Linked DNA regions of Mus musculus: region 2 is linked to region 1. A link is a contact called in public HiChIP or PLAC-seq data. All regions are on one chromosome and are shown on one strand. The core of a region is the stretch at or near the end of the contact, and the rest is flanking DNA. Distances in the headings are between cores, read along the strand shown.

What was found. HiChIP or PLAC-seq counts read pairs in DNA pulled down with a chosen protein or histone mark.
Region 2: a contact with region 1 is called in an H3K4me3 HiChIP or PLAC-seq map of the SCID.adh cell line, with 6 times the contacts expected there. The contact joins two enhancer-like sites. A contact is called at or near these places in 2 of 115 datasets of contacts at active chromatin or transcription factors (the SCID.adh cell line and astrocytes).

The regions. Positions count from the first base shown.
Region 1 is chr7:73,189,741-73,194,798 of GRCm38.p6, forward strand. It overlaps Gm20083 (a long non-coding RNA gene), which reads left to right. Exons shown (of 3, transcript XR_882223.2): 3 at 1-2,692. Among named protein-coding and RNA genes, the nearest start is that of Gm20083, 8.3 kb to the left of the region's middle. Within about 2 kb of position 2,356, at least 58 of the 459 cell types and tissues checked have an H3K27ac peak or open chromatin away from gene starts, as enhancers often do. A contact at or near this core is called in the SCID.adh cell line, where this site is marked.
Region 2 is chr7:73,621,747-73,626,804 of GRCm38.p6, forward strand. No RefSeq gene overlaps it. Among named protein-coding and RNA genes, the nearest start is that of Gm30149, 16 kb to the left of the region's middle. Within about 2 kb of position 2,380, at least 32 of the 459 cell types and tissues checked have an H3K27ac peak or open chromatin away from gene starts, as enhancers often do. A contact at or near this core is called in the SCID.adh cell line, where this site is marked.

The DNA.
Region 1 (5,058 bases), core at 1,106-3,605:
GATGTGAGGTTAAACAGTGTCCTACAACAGTAGTTCTCAACCATCCTGATGCTAAAACCATTTGATGTAGATTTTTATGTTGTGGTGACCCTCAAACCATAACATTATGCTGTTGCTACTTCACAATAATAATCTTGCTACTGTGATAGATCGTATGAAGAATATATGATATGTGAACCCCATGAAAGGGTCGTTGGGATCCCCAAAACGGTTGGGACCCACATGTATAGAACCTACTATCTTAAGGTCTCCCTTAAGACCTTAAGAAGGAAGAAAAAATGGGGAGAAGAACTTTGAGGCACCTTAAACAAAGCAGCAAGGACTGAGAAGTCTATATCGTTACCATCTTCTCTGCCCTAGAACACTCACAATGTCCTCAGGAGGCAGAAATTCTCACCTCCATTTGAATAATCATTGTAACGTTGATACATGTGAATAATACTCATATGATTTATACTTTATCCTAAATAATCCTGACATCAGGACTCCCATCTTTCGTGAGATGCTGGCTTCCATCTTCCTCCTCTCTACCTAATAGACTCACTCTCTCTCTCTCTCTCTCTCTCTCTCTCTCTCTCCCTTCAAAGTCTCAATCTGAAACCCCAGCCCACAGATAGTCCTTCTTGTCCTTCTTTTGGGAACTGGCAGCACAAATTTTTTTCAACTTGCAATGGTTACATGCTGATAAATCACACTGCAAGTATCACAGGTTAAATGCATGTAACCCACCCAAGCTATTGAGCATCACAACTCATGAACAGCCCTGCTTAGAGCAGTTTTAATTTCCCTTTGTGGCCATGAGCTATGTGGGAGCAGCAGAGGCCACTGTCCAGTATCACGAGAGTGTGTTGGGAACATCTACCTGGGCTCTCTCTCCTATGCTTTGTCAGTCTTCTCTTAGGATTTGGCCCTGGCTCCTGTTAACCTCTGTGACAGTTGGGAACAACAGCTTGAGAAAGTAACATCAAGTTATAGCAAGGATTGGACATGCTGAAGAGCTGTCATATTCTGGTCTCTGGGTGAAGTTCCTGGCAAGCACAGAGCTACCTAAGATACTAGTCCTGCCTGGATGTGCCTCTTGTTTCTGGAACTTTCACACGTATGCTTGTTCTCTTCTTTAAGGCTTCCTGTCTCAAAATAGGTTCATTCCTGGATTCCCCAACACAAGGCACAAAACGCTCAGCACAGTCCAGGGCTTCGTATACAGCAAGAGCTCAATCACTAGTCATACAGCAAGTGCTTAATCGCCAGGCATACAACTCAATCACCAGTCACAGGCTCCTCCCATTATTGAATCATGTTTCATGTCATTCACAGAAGCTTTCTCATGAGCCCTGTGATTCACAACTGCATGGCTCACTGTTTCCTAGAGCCCCATATCACATTGAACCCACTGGAAATACAGACCAGTGAGTGAGATGGATGAGGGCTCTGGGCAAGTGGGGGGTGTAGGTTAGGTCCAGGAATTACCTAGAAAATATGTTTGTGTGTGTGTGTGTGTGTGTGTGTGTGTGTGTGTGTGTTGAGAGTACACATGTCAGGATACACGTGATACACATGTGGAGATTAGAGGACAACTTTGCCGAGTTGATTCTCTCTGTCTACCTTTACAAGGATAAAGTCTAGTTCATCAGGCTTGTACAACAAGCACCTTTACCCACTGGGCCATCATGCTGGCCTTTGCCTAGCAACTTCGAATGTTAACATATGCACTCAGACTTTTGTTCAACTGAAGGTGAGGTAAGGCGATCACAGTGTCTCTGAGAAAGATGGGAAACCCAGGGAAACTGAGCATGGCTCACTGTCTCCTACAGCCCCACACCACGTTGAACCCACTGGAAATAGAGCATTGGAGACCATGCAGCTATTTGCATAGAAATTCCAGGGAGCGCTAGGAGTCGATAGGACTGCCCACCTAAGTAGCAAAGTAAGATGCTGGGGTGGAAGTAGGAAAACATGAGTGTGAGCACATGTGTCAATTACCCTTAAAAAATGTTAGGGAGACTGATGAGGAGGGACAGGAAACAGAAAGTGCTAAGGTTCAGCGATTACCCAAAAAGAAGCCAGCAGATGCATAAATGTGTCGTCCCACTGTTCTCTAGGCTGGTAAGGCATTGAGACACAAACATGATTTGTGCAAGCTTTTAGGAGAAATTGAGACTTGCGGAGGATACAGAGCTTAATAATTCAGTTCTCCCTAAGATTCCCAGCTCAGTGTCTGCCCTGACTTTTGCCTGGTAGCTTGTCGCTGCCACCTGGCTGACAGCTTGATGCAGGCCTGTCACCTTTGAGCATCTGATTGTGAGGCTCAGCCTCCTGGGATCAGAGCAGAACAATAGCCTCAGTCCTCAGGGGCTGACGCTAAGCACCAAACACTGGTCAGCTCCAAACACTGGTTGCCATTCACTTCAGAACGCCTGCTGCTGTGCATGCTAATCCAAATTGGGTTCAAGCCCCCAGCCTCTGCCTCCATTGTTGGGCCATACTTTTCATTCAGCATGAGATCGGAGATCTGCTGAAACCTCATGTTGCCAATAAGAGGAGAAGAGATTGCATTAATCTCAATAAAAATGAGTTCCTCTTAATTTTTTTGTCCTAGAAAGAAAGGAAGGGCATAAAAACATTACACTTGCCTCTAGAGAGAGGGAGAGAGAGAGAGAGAGAGAGAGAGAGAGAGAGAGAGAGAGAGAGAGAGGAAAAGGAAAAGAAACTTGAAAAGACTCTCTTCACCAGATAGCTGAAGCACATAGGTTTACAAGTCAACACAAAGAAATGGTATATCCTTCACATGTTGCTAGCTTATTTTCCTCTCCTAGATATTTTGATTGTTTTCTTTTCCCCCACCCACCCCCCTGGGATGTTTTTAAACACCAGTACTCTATGACCTTTGAAGCAGAGCATCTTTAGAGATGTCGAGTCAAATTTAGAGGACGAGGTAAAGGAGAGAGTTCATCAAGCAGGATATTGGGATTTAGAGAAGTCATTCTACAAACTCAGATCTCCACTGCAAATAGACAGGCAGACAGACAAACAGACAACTGTCTAGAGAGTGTGAGGGAGAAGATGACACACAGATTCTGTGAAAAGGAAACAGAGCAAGAAAAAAAGGAAAAAGCATGAGCGGGGAAAATGTTGCCCGAAAAATCATGTTTCTATCTTTAGTGTCGGAGAAAACCTTGATGATGACTTAGACCTTTTTTGACACACAAATGTATGAACGTGCGCACTCATGAACACACAGCGAGAGAGGCCAAGAGGGGCATGTGATTTGTCTAAGGAAATGGATACTTGATTAAGGCCTGTCCGAATAAGGGCTGTGCATGCTAATTTGTCTGTAGAGGTTTTATGTAAATCTCAGCAAATGCTCCCAGGGAAAGGAGGCACATGGACCTCTACCTTAACAGCTTTCCATTTGCCCCTCTTCACTGACACTCACTCTTGGACCCTTTCTTCCACTCCCAAGTGTCTGTCTGATAAGTGACTATGTGGTGCAGAGTAGGCAGGGCTAGCCCACTGCAGCCAGAGGCTCACATCCAGCCTGCTGCTCCATGCTTTTGTAGTATAATTAAATGGCTTTTAAATTTTATAAGAATCAGAAAAAAATATCTTAACCATATTTCATGGTGCACAAAGTTCACATTTTTTGACATTTGTAGGCTTATATTTTTCAAAACCTACTTTATTTTTTTTTTGACTTTTTAAAATTAGGTATTTCTTCATTTACATTTCAGATGCTAACCCAAAAGTCCTCCAGACCCTCCCCCCACTCCCCTACCCACCCACTCCCACTTCTTGGCCCTGGTATTCCCCTATACTGAGTCATATAAAGTTTGCAAGACCAAGGGCCCTCTCTTTCCAATGATGGCCAACTAGGCCATCTTCTGCTACATATGCAGCTAGAGACACGAGCTCTGGGGGTACTGGTTAGTTCATATTGTTGTTCCACCCATAGGGTTGAAGACCATTTTAGCTCCTTGGGTACTTTCTCTAGCTCCTCCATTGGGGGCCCTGTGAGTTCTTGAAAGCTTTAGATTCCCGTGTAGCCTACCACCCACCAGAGGTAGTAGAAAGAAAAACTTAATGGGGCAAAGGGGGATGTGTTCTGTAGGGCGATTCCAATCTTCACTGTCAGTATCAGCAGTGGTAGCTGGATCTACTCACAAACACCGTTCACCAATCAGTAACAGCAATTCGAGCCAGAAGAAACTGCAAGGCTCTGCCAATCAGCCTGAGGCCACCGAAGCTGCAAGAAGCCACTGATTATCACAAGAAGTTCTTTGGTGCATTTCTTTCCATGAAGTCATGACAAACAATGATGAGCAAAGAAGGTAAGGCAAACCAATGCCACACAGCATTGACCACTGTCTGTTGGGTTAATCTTATTCTCTTTCCAAACATCACGTGCCCTCTCAAGCATCTGTTCCAGAAAAACACCACATGCCCTTTGTCCTGGCAGCTTCCAGACAAATATGAAGTGAAAACTTCTGGTTTCTTTCAAAAGTCAGTTATATCAAATGATGCTTTGCTGGACACACAGATGAAAGAGTGCCTGGCTAAAGCAGACACGCCAAAGAACGTTTTCTTGAAGCAGACACAGGTGAAAGGATGTTTTACTCTGGCAAACACATGAAAGGATGCATGATGTTCAACGGAATGTAAATATGTCCCCACAGACAGTTGGAGCTTGAGCATTGGTTTGCTTTGCTCTGCCTTGCTATTCTTCGCTAAGGACACACATGTATTGGTGCGCCTTACACTGTGTTGCTGAGCTCTGCCTGTGGTGATGCCTTAAACTAGCCTAAGAACTTCTCCTGAGGTTCCTATGGCTTCTTGCCACTTCTGCAGCCTTGGACCAGTTGTCGAGCCTTGTGGTTTCTTCTGGATTGGACTGATCTTGCTGGTTCATGTGTGGTATCTGTTGATAGGACTGCACTATAGTTACTGATTCACATTTGGTGTTTGCTACTGGGCTGAACTGCAGATATCCTGACAATGATGCTTGACCTCACCCCCCAAGGTCTATTTCTAAACAGATCTACTTCCCCTGTGTCCTAATGA
Region 2 (5,058 bases), core at 1,130-3,629, 430 kb after region 1:
GTGGTTTTTTGTTTGTTTGTTTGTCTGTTAGTTTTGTTTTTGTTTTGTTGTTGTTGTTGTTGTTTGGGTTTTTTTTTTTTTGGTTTTTCAAGACAGGGTTTCTCTGTATAGCCCTGGCTGTCCTGGAACTCACTCTGTAGATCAGGCTGGCCTCAAACTCAGAAATCCACCTGCCTCTGCCTCCCAAGTGTGTGCCACCACACCGGGCTGTTTTTGTTTTTTGTTTTTTTTTGTTTTTCTTTTTTTCTTAATAAGCTGGCCCTGAGACGTGTTTGAGGTCCAGCCTCAGCTCCCAAGTGTAGGCTGTGATCCTGAGTGATCAGTCTTGTGATGTGTGTCCAATGAACCAACCCCATTTAACTGAGACCAGAGTCTGAGTGGTTTCTGTGGCAATTCCTGAACCTTAACAATAAGGAATATTTCTCCAGGAATGTCTATAATCTTGGAATTGCCAAAGGACCGGAAGTTCAAGGGTATCTTCAGGTACATAGTGAGTCCAAGGCTAGGCTAGGAGACTTGAGAGTTTGTCTCATCAAGATATAAAACCAAACGGACTTTCTAGGCATGATTAAGTTAAGGGTCTTAGGAGAGACTCTCAGCGCCACTATCGTTATTTGTAGACAAGAAGGTTTAGATGCACATATTAGGGATGGCCAAGCCATTGCAGACAGAGAGACTGGAGTCTCTGTAAGTCACAGAAAGCCTGGCTCTACCCAACAACACAAAGGGTTGTGTCCCAGCACCCATCCTCCCCTAGAGACTTCAGAAATATGAGTCCTTACCATCTTGACTGTATTCCAGGCCTCCACATCTACAAGCCAGGGCTTCCCCTCTGCCTGGGCTTCTGCTTGCTACAGTTTTACCTAAGGTTAACCACTGCCTGCAAGAGTGGGAAGTTCCCTTAATCACCTCAAGTCTCCAGCACATTCCTGTGTCAGGTCACAGAAGGTCTTCCTGTGACTAGTTAACCCTTTCCCTACCTGTCCCGAGCCCAGGAATCTGTCCTCTGACATAAGAACAAGAACCACTAAGGAGGCTGAAGCAAGATGGTAGAAGCGAGGAGTTTGAGGCCAATCTGGGTTACAGGGTGAGAGCCTGCCTCAGCCTACCCCCTTCTCTGAATAAAACAAATCAAAACAGACCTCCCCACCCCCAAACAGCAACTAATCTTCATGTGATCTGGTGTATCATCCTCTGTAAATCTCTTCATCTGCTTGCGCTATGCACTAACATTCTATGATTTTACACACACACACACACTCACACACACTCACACACACACACACACACTCACACACTCACACACACACACACTCACACACACACTCACACACACACACAGAGTAAAAGAAAATGTAATTTTGTCTAGGTGGTGGTAATATACACCTTTAATTCCAACACTCAGGACTTAGAGGCAGGTGGATCTCTGTGAATTCAAGGCCAGTCTACCAAGTGGTTCCAGGACGGCCAGGCCCTGTACACTGAGAAACCCTGTCTAGAAAAAAACAAAAATAAAACTGAAAGTTTCTGGGCTGGCCTCCCAGCACTCAGGAGGCAGAGGCAGGTGGATCCCTGTGAGTTCAAGTCCAGCCTGGAGTAGTTACATACTGAGTTTCAGGTTAGCCAGGACTACAGATGAAGAATCAATCTAGTGTCAACTTTTTTCCCCCCTTTACTATGCTGTGTTGTTCACGCTACCTTTAATTTTCTGAAAATTTTTCCTGCCTCAGCTTTATGAGTGTTGGGATTATCAGCATGCACCACTGTCCTTGGCTTCTTGTTAATTTTTAATAAATACTTGTTGAATGGTTTCTTCATGTAGGACACAGACACCATTTCCCTTAAAACCGTTCTAAGGGGACAGACATGGAGACATACACCTAATTCTAACACTTGAGAGGCTGAGGCAGAGGCAGGCAGATCTCTTGTTGGTTTGAGGCCTACCGGGTTTACATAGCAAGTTCCGGGCAGAGGCTACACTGTGAGGCTCTGTCTCAAAACAACACAACAAAAACAAAAGCAGCAGCTGCAGCAACAACAACAAGAGCAGAACACTCTTAAGAGGAAGGTAATGGCCTATTTTAAAAATGAGACACCACTGACACAGAAGTTAAAGAATTCCTGGGGCTTGCTACTTTCTCAGGGATGGCACCGCCCATAGGGGGCTAGGCTAGCACACACTAATCAGCAAACATGAATCACATCACAGATGTACCCACAGACCAGTCAGATGGACGCAATTCCTCAACTGAGGTTCCCTCTTCCCAGGTGATTAGTTTGTGTCAAGTTGACAAACACAAATCAGCATCTCACTAAATGGAGGGAGGAGCCCACGTGGTTAGACAGCATTCCAGAAGAGATCTCTTTTCTTTGCTCAGAAAAGAAGGTAGAGTTGCTAGGCTGGGCAGCTGCAGGAAGAAGCTGGCTGTAGCTCTGTGAGGATGGATGATGGGAGCCAGGGGGCGAGGGATATAGGCCAAGACAGCAAAGAAAAGCAGGGTAGGGGAGCCAGGGTAGGAGGGTCTCAGCCCAGGTGCTGCAGGCTCTCACTCAGCAGCCTGGAGGAAGCAGTCAGGAAAGCTTGCTGGTTTGGCCAGAGTAATGTCTAGGTTCCTATGTTAGGCTCCCAGCATTCCTGTGGTTTTCTAGGTGTTAGCATTAAAGTGTCTGCTTTCTGGAAGGGTGCTCCATGGCTCTCAGGCTCTTGAAGGAATTGTAAAACGCTTATTAGTCATCAGCAGTTTCTGACAGTTTAAACGAGAGAGAAAGGGGGAAAAAACCCAAAAACCTTGCACCTCACACCTGTCAGTATGTGGGAGAAACTGCACTGGAACCTCTAACTGCTAAAACAGACTCTCAACCTGTAGGTCTTGTGTGTGTGTGTGTAGAATGACATTTTCAGAGGGGTAGCCTAAGACCACTGGAAAACACAGGTATTTACATTACTTTTTTTTTTTGTTTTTGTTTGTTTTTTTCCAGACAGGGTTTCTCTGTGTAGCCCTGGCTGTCCTGGCACTCACTCTGTAGACCAGGCTGGCTTCGAACTCAGAAATCTGCCTGCCTCTGCCTCCTGAGTGCTGGGAGTAAAGGCGTGGGCCACCACTGCCCGGCTACATTACTATTAATAACAGTAGCAACATTAGTTATGTAATGTAACTGTAATATGCAATGAAAATTATTGTATAGTTGGGAGGGTCACCTCAACATGAGGAACTGTATTAAAGGGTGCCAACATTAAGAAAGTTAAGAACTTCTGCTCTAAGACATAAGAGCTAAAGAAAGTAGGTGGGAAGAGATTATGAAAAAGACTTTGCGTGCCGGGGGTGGTGGCACACGCCTTTGTAGTGAGTTCCAGGACAGCCAAGGCTACACAGAGAAACCCTGTCTCGAAAAAAAAAAAAAAAAAAAAAAAAAGACTTTGCTAAACAAACAAGGGAACTGGGTTCTGTTACTTGATAGCCATCTAGCTTGGAAAAAAAAAAAAGCTGTCTACAGAGGTCAGAAACATAACAAACTTCTCAAAACTCCTCCGTGTACTCATCCAACTTTAATGAGTATCCGCTCATAGCCAATCCTGTTTAATGTATTCTCACACCCAGACCCTTACCTGATTAATTATAGAAGTAGAGACACTCTGTTAAGGACAAGAAAGCACTCTCTAGAATAGGAGTGGGCTGAAGGAAAAAGCCCCCAAACCTCGGTTTGTTTGTTGACATAGAAAAATATCAAGACCATTTAAAAGATTTAAGAGCAAAGTCTGGGTGTGGTGGGGCAGGCCTTTAATTCCAGTACTCAGGAGGCAGAGGCCAGCCAGATCGATGCAGTGAATTTCAGGACAGCCAGGGCCACTAGAGAGACCCAGTCTCAAAAACAAGCAAGCAAGCAAACAAACAAGAGTCTCCAGGCTGACCACTGATTATCATTTTACTGCCTTAGCATGCTGACTGTTGGATTTGAAGGACCAGTCTACCTCCATTTTAGGCTTAAGAGCCAAACAAACTAGGTTCATTCTTGTTTATGAGTAACCCTCAGTTTCTCATGGATTGAACTATGGCCCACCTGTAACCTTAACTACAAATAGTTCTGTATTGCCTGATCCAGGAATGGCAATCATGTCTTTGTTTCAAAAGTTAATAACAAGTCTTGCAACCCTACCTTTGCTTCAAAAGGGTTGTTATGGCTACCTGTTGTTAAGGTCACCTTACAATCATGTCTCAGGAGGTCATTAGGACTTGCTGTGCTTATGTTCTGCTCCTGTAACCTCCATTCTGCCCTCCAAATCCCAATTTGGAAATTCCCCTCCCTTGAGCTATAAAAGCCTTGTCTTAGCCTGGAAACGGTGTTGCACACACACACACACACACACACACACACACACACACACACACACACACACCATTGTCTTCCTCACCTCCAATGCTGACCTCTCAAATCCTACCTTAGGGGGAAGCAGCCCATGTACAGGAATAGAAAAGCTTACTTTAATTAATTTGGCTATGATGATTTGGGTTGTAGTCTTTCTCCTCCCGTCTCTGGGATTAACAGCTGTGTCGCTGTGAATGACTACCACCTTTAATACTAGTCACAATGTGCCTCAGTGAGAGAGCCAGGCCATCAGACAGTGGAGCTGATGCGGCATGATACGTCTTACGAATTGCTGGACTGCCTCCCGGAGAAGGGAACGCAGCAGCCCTGAGAAGACTAGTTTGGGTTTTATAGGGTCGTTTAAATTTTTGGCCAGTGCTGCCAGAGAGTGTTAAGGAAAAGGGCACTATCAGGAGGCCAATGGAACTGCAGTAAGCAAAATTTTACAAGGTGGTGGGTGGGCTCTGGCTTTGGGAAAGCAAGAGGCTGTGGTCAAGCTGTTTGCTGAGACAAGGAGTCAGCCTACTCCTGACATAGGTAGAAAGTTCAGTTTCCATTTCCCAACAGGGCTGGGTCCCACACTGGTCATATGTCTGGGCCAGCCCAACAATGAATACTATGAACGTATTTCTCTTTACTATTTTAGGTCTATCCGTTCCTTTATCTCTACTGACCTTTCCCCGATCTGTGACT